Regions from separate parts of the Gossypium hirsutum genome. Here all the other regions are linked to region 2. Evidence: chromatin contacts called from public Hi-C data. All regions are on one chromosome and are shown on one strand. The core of a region is the stretch at or near the end of the contact, and the rest is flanking DNA. Distances in the headings are between cores, read along the strand shown. Region 1 holds the start of LOC107920328 (NADH dehydrogenase [ubiquinone] iron-sulfur protein 6, mitochondrial). Region 2 holds the start of LOC121225135 (TOM1-like protein 1). Region 3 holds the start of LOC107919558 (feruloyl CoA ortho-hydroxylase F6H1-3).

What was found. A called contact is a pair of places that touch in the nucleus more often than the background predicts.
Region 1: a Hi-C map of leaf shows a contact between it and region 2, with 3 times the contacts expected there. The contact joins the promoter of LOC107920328 here to the promoter of LOC121225135 in region 2. A contact is called at or near these places in 12 of 34 Hi-C or Micro-C datasets (callus, cotyledon, hypocotyl and 3 more).
Region 3: a contact with region 2 is called in a Hi-C map of leaf, with 2.1 times the contacts expected there. The contact joins the promoter of LOC107919558 here to the promoter of LOC121225135 in region 2. A contact is called at or near these places in 2 of 34 Hi-C or Micro-C datasets (both in leaf).

What each region holds. Positions count from the first base shown.
Region 1 is chrD13:54,431,406-54,434,105 of Gossypium_hirsutum_v2.1, forward strand. LOC107920328 (NADH dehydrogenase [ubiquinone] iron-sulfur protein 6, mitochondrial) reads left to right here and starts at 1,438. Exons shown (of 3, transcript XM_016849984.2): 1 at 1,438-1,967. The coding sequence starts at 1,851.
Region 2 is chrD13:54,561,253-54,563,952 of Gossypium_hirsutum_v2.1, forward strand. LOC121225135 (TOM1-like protein 1) reads right to left here and starts at 1,393. Exons shown (of 4, transcript XM_041109142.1): 1 at 1,066-1,393; 2 at 1-316. The coding sequence starts at 305.
Region 3 is chrD13:54,379,371-54,382,070 of Gossypium_hirsutum_v2.1, forward strand. LOC107919558 (feruloyl CoA ortho-hydroxylase F6H1-3) reads left to right here and starts at 1,403. Exons shown (of 2, transcript XM_016848999.2): 1 at 1,403-1,977; 2 at 2,082-2,700. The coding sequence starts at 1,472. The coding sequence ends at 2,655.

The DNA.
Region 1 (2,700 bases), core at 188-2,687, 130 kb before region 2:
GGTTATGGCTGACAATAGAGCCTCATCCAAGCCATCATGCTCATGACCCACTGAACAGTCATTATCCAGATCCGTAACTCACCAGATGGGCCTTCAAAAAGTTAAGGCCCACATTTACATTGTCCATTCTAGAGTCTCCTTCCATCCCCTTATTGGGCTCAATTGCAATGGCATCTTTGGATTGCAACCCATCTTTGAACTTTTCCCTTGTATTCTCCAAGTTCTTACCAGGAATTAAAATCTGTTAATGTGAGTGTCGGCTAGAGCAGTCAAGTTGTCTTCTCGAAACGAATTTCCCAAGGACTCATGGCCACTGCCTCCTCAGAGATCCCCACTTTTTCTGTATTTTGTAATTTACACAAAATATTAAACACTTCTAATAATTTGCGTAAAAGAGTAATGTTTTATGTGATTGAGTAATAATTTGGGTAAGATTTTTTATCTAAACCCAATTTAAATAACATTAAGTTTTATTTAATTTAATTCAAATAACATTAATTTTTACATTATTAGGTCTCATGAATAGCTTATTTTAAAAATCCCACCTTAAAACTCGTCAATAGTTTATTAATTGAGAAAACTTTTAATAAAAATGAAAAAGGAAGAAGATAAAGTTCAAAATCATATCTAAAGACCAAATTTGTAATTATATACATAAATTTTAATTTTTTATAATTTTATATATAAAATATTAATTTGATTCAATTTTCATAAATCATAACATCATTATCGATGTAATATCATTTTATGTATAAATATTGCATGCAAAAATAAATATATTTATCCAATATAAAAATAAATTAATATATATATTTTTTAAAAATACGTATGATTGAATCAAAATCAAAATTCAATTCGTATAATCTTTCCAAACCAAAATTCATACATCAAATTGCATTTTGAATTAAATTTTATGTATAATTTTAATATTTAACCCTAAAAACAAATAAAGTGACATGGGGATCCTTTCTATGAAACTTTCAAATTTTATAAGTTAGATAGATAATAGATTTCAAAGTATTAATCTTATATCAATCAAGTCATTTTGTCACTCTAGTCAACAATTTATATTTAACATGCATACTTGCTATATAAACAACTTGAATATGTAATAAAAATAAAAAAATATAGTCTTCTTACATCAAACACAAACTTACATTTAATTCTTAAATCCTACCTCGAATGGGACACATGGAAATATGAGAAGCAACTGGAGAGACACCTATAAACGACCCTCAATCTTATACCGTCTAGATGGTCACTCAATGATCGACTACCCACATACTTTGTATCATCCATGAGAAGGACCATCTGCCCTTAGCCAATTAGTTGGACCCTTTGGTAGGCCACCCGCTGCAAATAGGTACACTCTCCTCAATAAGAGACCATATGGGAACCATCAGTTCTATAAATAGTCCTAGCATCTCTCAAAACTGTAATATGCTAAGTTATTAACCACCTTCGCCTAGCCTCCTTACTTTTCCAACTCTCGGCCCCAACAAGAGCGAATCGGGCTTCCTTGACACTAACCCCCTCTCCATCTTCGTTGATATCATGCATCAATAAATACATTTACAATGGAGTCACACACAAGTTGATATAATATCTTTTGAAATATAATTAGGAAATATAAACTGTGCTTTGTTTTCATTTTGCTAATTTGATGTTTAGAATGGGCTTAGCATCTATCCACAAAGACCGAGCCCAACAATCTTCGTTTGAAGGCCCTTTAACCAATATTTTAGCTCTTTCGAATCTCCAACCAACCCCCACCCCTCCCCGGAGCTTCGAATTTCATTACCCAGGAAAAAGAAAAGAAGAAAGTTTCCCCTTTTTTTTTAAAAAAAAAAATGGCGTATTCGGGTGTTCTGAAAACCCTAATCAGGTCATCGTATTTGGGATCTACTACTCGTAATTTCAGCCTTGTTAGCAGCCAAATCAGTAATCACACTGCGAAATGGATGCAGGTACTTAATCGCAGATTTTCACTCTTTTTTTTTCATCCATTTTCTGCTGAAATTTATGGAAGATTGGGGTTATGCTTTAGGCCTTTATGGGCTTTACTTGAAACTATTATAAAAAAAAATGAATATAGGAACTTTAATTGATATTTCATTCTGGTTTTTTAACATTCTTGTAGAATCTAAATCTGAATTCCGTTATCAGGTTCTTGACGTAATAATATGTTTGATTTCGTTGATTTTAGCTGACAAGCATAAATTTTAGCTATCTGAAAAGAAAAATAAGTAATTTTACTTTCTTAAAAGAAAGTTTTACTAAAAATTGGAAATTATTGTCTTTGACGGATTATCTAGTTATTTATCCAGCAATTTCCTTGTATTTTTATTGTTTTGGTGCTTAACTCTGTAAATTGAGTACGCTGAAGGCTTGAAGCCCTTTTGAAAATTTTTAATTTTTCTAGTCTACTTGTGGTTGTTTGTTAAGTGTTCTACATCCTGCTGGGTAATTTGAATTATTGAAGATGCTGGCAGATTATAGTTACATACGTTTTGAAGCACATGAAGTGACTTTTAAGCGTTGATTATTTTTTGTTTATGAACAAAGTAGAATATTCTGCAGATGTTTTCTGGTTTTATATATGGAATCTTTGTTTCTCACTAATTTAGTACTTAGATTTTGGAGAAAGCTTTAAAGTGTTAAATAGCCTTGATTATTCTGCTTTTTACATTAATCATATGC
Region 2 (2,700 bases), core at 143-2,642:
TATTGAACCCGAGGGCTCTTCAACATTATCCTCCGCTTTATGCCACGGATCAATTCAACACTGTTCACTTTTTCATGATTGACCATGTCACAAATATCAAGATTCAAGGCCCAGTCAGGCTCATCAAGGGCCTCAGATGTTGCATCCTCAACAAGCTTATCAGTTGGGTTCGGGCCTTGGAAGAGTTCCTTCACCTTGAAGCTCATTGAGCTCATGCCAGCGCTCATCTTTCTGCCCAACTCAGCTCCTTCAACCTTGATGCGTTCACCAAAGGCACTAACTTTATCCATCAATTCTTTTTCCATTTTCACCAAACCTTCAAAACACAAAAAAATTACATCTTGAATAAATGTCTGTAAAAGTTAATGCCTAAATGCAACCACCATAGATGCAGAATTTCCGCATAAGATTTCTTCCATGTAATCTTCCAAAAAAAAAAAGGATTCCCAAATGCCTCAAAACGAAATATATGTTGCAATATAATCAAACAGAGAAAAATATATGATTTGCCCCGTCATCCTTAATTAGAAAACTAAATATCTGGCTTTTTGCTGCTTTCACTTTCTTCCCTAGGATTTATCCACAGAACTTCATGTAGATCTAATAAATGATCTGGACATTTTCTAATAGCATCAAAATTATTCAAAACCCTAGTACCCAAATCTTCAAAAAAAAAAAACCCACATTATAAAAAGATATATTGACTTCAAAACCTCCAAAACATTGATCAACTAGCTGAATAAAGAAAACAAAAGAAAAAAAATTACCTAATTTAAAGCAAATAATTAAAGTAAAGATCATTTATTCTTCCATTATAGCAGCAGTTGAAATACAGCAATAGATGCATAAGTGCCCAAAATCTAAACTTAGATAAGCTTAAGATGAAAATAACTTATAGAAAATTGTAACACAAAATTATTTTCTTAAAAAAAATGAAGTTCAGAATGGTAACTGCAGGGCCAGCTAAACCTAGATCCTAAATACATCAATTTAAAAAATCAGAAAAAAAAAGAATCATAGGAAAATTAAAATTCAAAAAAAAAAATCCCTTTGCCCTTTGCTTACAGTTATTATAGAGGCGAAGTAGATGAGAGAGCAAAGCCCAAAGAGATTTGATGAAATATAAAAGAGAAGCAATTACTTTAACTTTGAATTTGAATTTGAGATAATAAAAAAGAAAGAAAAGGAAGAAGACGGCAAGCGTAAGGAATGAGTTTAAATTGGTTGGACTTTGGGAGTTTCAATTCTGTGCTATGCCTTGGCGTTGCCACTCGGGACCTCAGAAATATAATTTTATTATTTGACCCGAGAGTCTATCAGGTTTTTTTTTTTTTTTTTGACTCATGGCCTATCAAAATCAGGCTCATGACGCTTCTTTTTACCCTATTTCAGCATGATATAGTAATAACTTTTAAATATATATATAATTTTAAAAAATAAACATTTAAACATTTTAAAAATATTTAAACATTTTAAAATTTTAATAAAATATATATTTTAGAAAAATCTCAAAAATATAAAAAAATCAATTAAACATTTTAGAAAATGACAAAATATATAAATTCTAAAAAATCAAAATTATAGAATTTTAGTTAAAATTTTAGATAAACCTTTAGGAAATTTCAAAAAAAATCATATATATATATATATATATATATTCCTACTAAATTTAAAACTAAATCAAGCGTCGACTAGAGTTAGACCGATAATCGTATTGATTAGGTATTGATCAAGGTTGACTAATGTTGACCGGGTATTAACCAAACCTTGATTGGTTACCGGTCAAAGTAAGTCTTGGACACCCAATATGGTCAACTTTTAATTTAATTTTTTTAATTTTAAATCTTTTAGAATATATAGTTGACATGTCATAGGATAGATTGAGTACGGGTTATTTCGACTATATGTCGATGAGCATTAGGCACATTTTTCCTTCAAACATTCTGACGAGTGCAAGGCACAATTATTATTTTCATTAAACTGATGAGCGTTATGCACAATTTACTTATTTCGGATGTTCTAATGAGGCACTGAGTGCTAAATTGGTGTGTTGATTGGATCTGTATATCTATTCGAGTCCAAATCACGTTAATAGGAAATATAATATATGAATTGGTTGAATGATTATTAGAATTGATTAAATGTTATAAAGTTGGAATATAGGCACTTATATACAACATTGAATGTCAAGAGTATGTAAAAGATCACACAAACAGGTTAATGAATCGGAAAGCCGATTTGGTAAGATGAGGAATGATTCATTTGACTTGGTAATGGAATGAAGTATAATTATATATTATAAGTTGAGTAATTATGCAAATTTAACTAGCATTGTGATAATAGTATGAAATATTCATATAAATTACTAGTTCATAAAATGATTACATAAATCATCTTTAAGAATTGACATAATGATGATATATGCCTATAAAGATGTGTTAAATAAGTTTGGTTATATAGTGCATTTGTATTGATCAATAGTATATACATGAAAATTGTATGCTATTGACTATGCCATATGTTATATTGATTTGAATTATAAAAATACCATTGAGCTTTATCACTCAATGTATGGTTTGTTTTTCGCGCAAGTTATGTCCAATTCGAGGTTATGAGCATCGACTTCAGTATCCAGTCAAAAATCTCGAACTCAACAATGTTTGTGTACTTTCTTTTGTTAGTTATTCAACATGTACCTAG
Region 3 (2,700 bases), core at 153-2,652, 180 kb before region 2:
GCTTCTTCACTCAATGATTTACTGCACTACCAATGTCAAGGCCGACAAAAAAAAATTCAAATTTCTAACCCACCCACTGACACCGATGCTGCCAAGGACAACACCAAAAAAAAAATCTGACCCAAAATTTTTTTCAATAAAAACGTCGATGCCGCCAATGACAACGGAAACACTTATTAAAATATAAATTTTTTTTAGAATACGAGTATTTTAATATGGCATGTACACATATTTTTACTAATGCCGCCAATAATAATAGCGGCACCAAAATTACTGTAACAAGCGGGTTATTTTTTACATGATTTTACAAATGAATCATTTTCATAATTAATAAAAAATTTTGAATCAGTCCTCAATTAACGAAGTGAAAACTCATTCTCTGTTTCCAACCTTTTAAGGTTTAATCTCAAGTGAAAACTCACTCTCTGATTCCACCCTTTTAAGGTTTAATCTCACTTCCTTTGTTTGGTTGAATATGTAATATTATACCATACAATAAATATTATATATTGAATTAATTTAGTAAAATAATTAGACTTGTAAGAAGTAATTAAATCTTTGTTGGCATTAAAAAAACCAAGATTAAAGCTTGTTATTGTCATCTTTTTTCTAAAAAAAATTGATATTTATACGACTATATCCATGAAGAATATCTCTCTTAATATTTTGGAATATTAAACTTTTCTAAATTAAATAAACAGTTCGTTTTTTTAATTGACTCAAAATTTAATATATACAACCTAAATAAAAAGAGAGATGCAATATTGGAATCACGACGAAGTTAGAAATTTCTTTAGGGTTCGAAAGTAGATTATATATTTTTACGACAATAAAAATATAATTTTATCATTTTAATAGTCATTATCTTTATAACTTTTAAGAGATTAAATCAAATTTTTATCATTTTGATGGCCAAAGTGTAATTTTACCATTACTAATTTAAAATTTTATAAATTGTAAAAAGACTAAATAAAAAAATTTCTATTTTAGGGGGACCGGGTCCCTCCCTCCTGGCTCTGCCCCTGTTTGGAATAAATAAATATATATCATATAAAACTTATAAAACCTTGTAAAACTTCAATCAATTTTACAATAATACAAATATATAATAAATATATGCATATATACATAAGAGTTTATACATTCTGTGGAGGACTTCTTACCTCAGCTAACCATTTTAGACTTGAACTTTCTTAAGGTAGTGCAAATATTTCATATTTCTTTTAGGCTTTGCGCCAAACAAGGTTGGTGCACGGTAACAGCGTGCAGTGTACTTGGGTTGGTGAGCCTGCCATACAGACGCATTCAAATTAAGACTAAGGCACTAAAGTCAATGTCAGCCTTGAAAATTTTCTATATAAATAGGCACTCCACTGAAACCAAGACGCACCGTTCCCTTCTCTTGTATCACTCTTACCCTCTTCCACAACCAGCACCCCGCTCTCTTTTAACTCCAAATTTATACAAACCAATGGCTCCAACACTTGCTGATCCATTCAATGATTCTTCTGCTCTCATTGACTTTGTTATTAACCAAGGGAATGGAGTGAAGGGTTTGTCTGAACTGGGTCTTAAAGCCCTTCCTAAGCAATATATCCAACCTTTTGAAGAGAGGATGTGCATGATCAATATCATACCCCAAGGATCAATTCCTATCATTGATATGTCAAACTGGGAAGATCCTAAAGTAGCGAAATCAATTTGTGATGCTGCTTCGGAATGGGGCTTCTTCCAAATTGTTAATCATGATGTGCCTGTTGAAGTGTTGGAGAATGTTAAAGGTGCTACTTATAACTTCTTTAGATTGCCAGCTGAGGTTAAAAATAAGTATTCCAAGGAACATTCATCTTCAAACAATGTGAGGTTTGGCACAAGTTTTACTCCTCAAGCAGAAAAGGCTCTCGAGTGGAAAGATTATCTCAGCTTGTTTTATGTCTCCGAAGAAGAAGCTTCTGCACTATGGCCTTCTATTTGCAGGTAGGAAAAAAAGTTAATCATTAGATTTTCTTTAATCCTTAAACATCATGGCTTGCACTCCTTTTGCTGACAAATATATTAATATATCTTTTCGGTTTTTTTAGGGAGCAAGTGTTAGATTACATGAAGAAGTCTGAAGTTGTCATTAAACAACTATTACAAGTGCTAATGAAGGGTCTATATGTCAATGAGATTGATGAGGCAAAAGAATCATTATTGATGGGTTCAATGAGGACTAACCTTAACTACTATCCTAAATGTCCAAACCCTGAACTCACTGTCGGAGTAGGTCGTCACTCTGATGTCTCAACTCTTACAATTCTTCTTCAAGACGAAATTGGGGGACTTTTCGTTAGAGGAAACGAGGGAGATGATTGGATTCATGTTCCTCCAATTAAAGGTTCTCTTGTGATCAATGTTGGAGATGCACTACAAATAATGAGCAATGGAAGGTATAGGAGTGTTGAACATCGTGTGGTCGCTAATGGAAATAAGAACAGAATTTCAGTCCCTATTTTTGTGAATCCAAGACCTATTGATATGATAGGACCATTGCCTGAACTGGTCGCAAATGGTGAGAAACCAATTTACAAACAAGTTCTTTATTCAGATTACGTCAAACATTTCTTTCGTAAAGCACATGACGGGAAGAAAACAGTTGAATTTGCTGAATTATAAACATCTCCTATTTCTTTTATCTAATCTAGTGAAGCTCTTGATTTT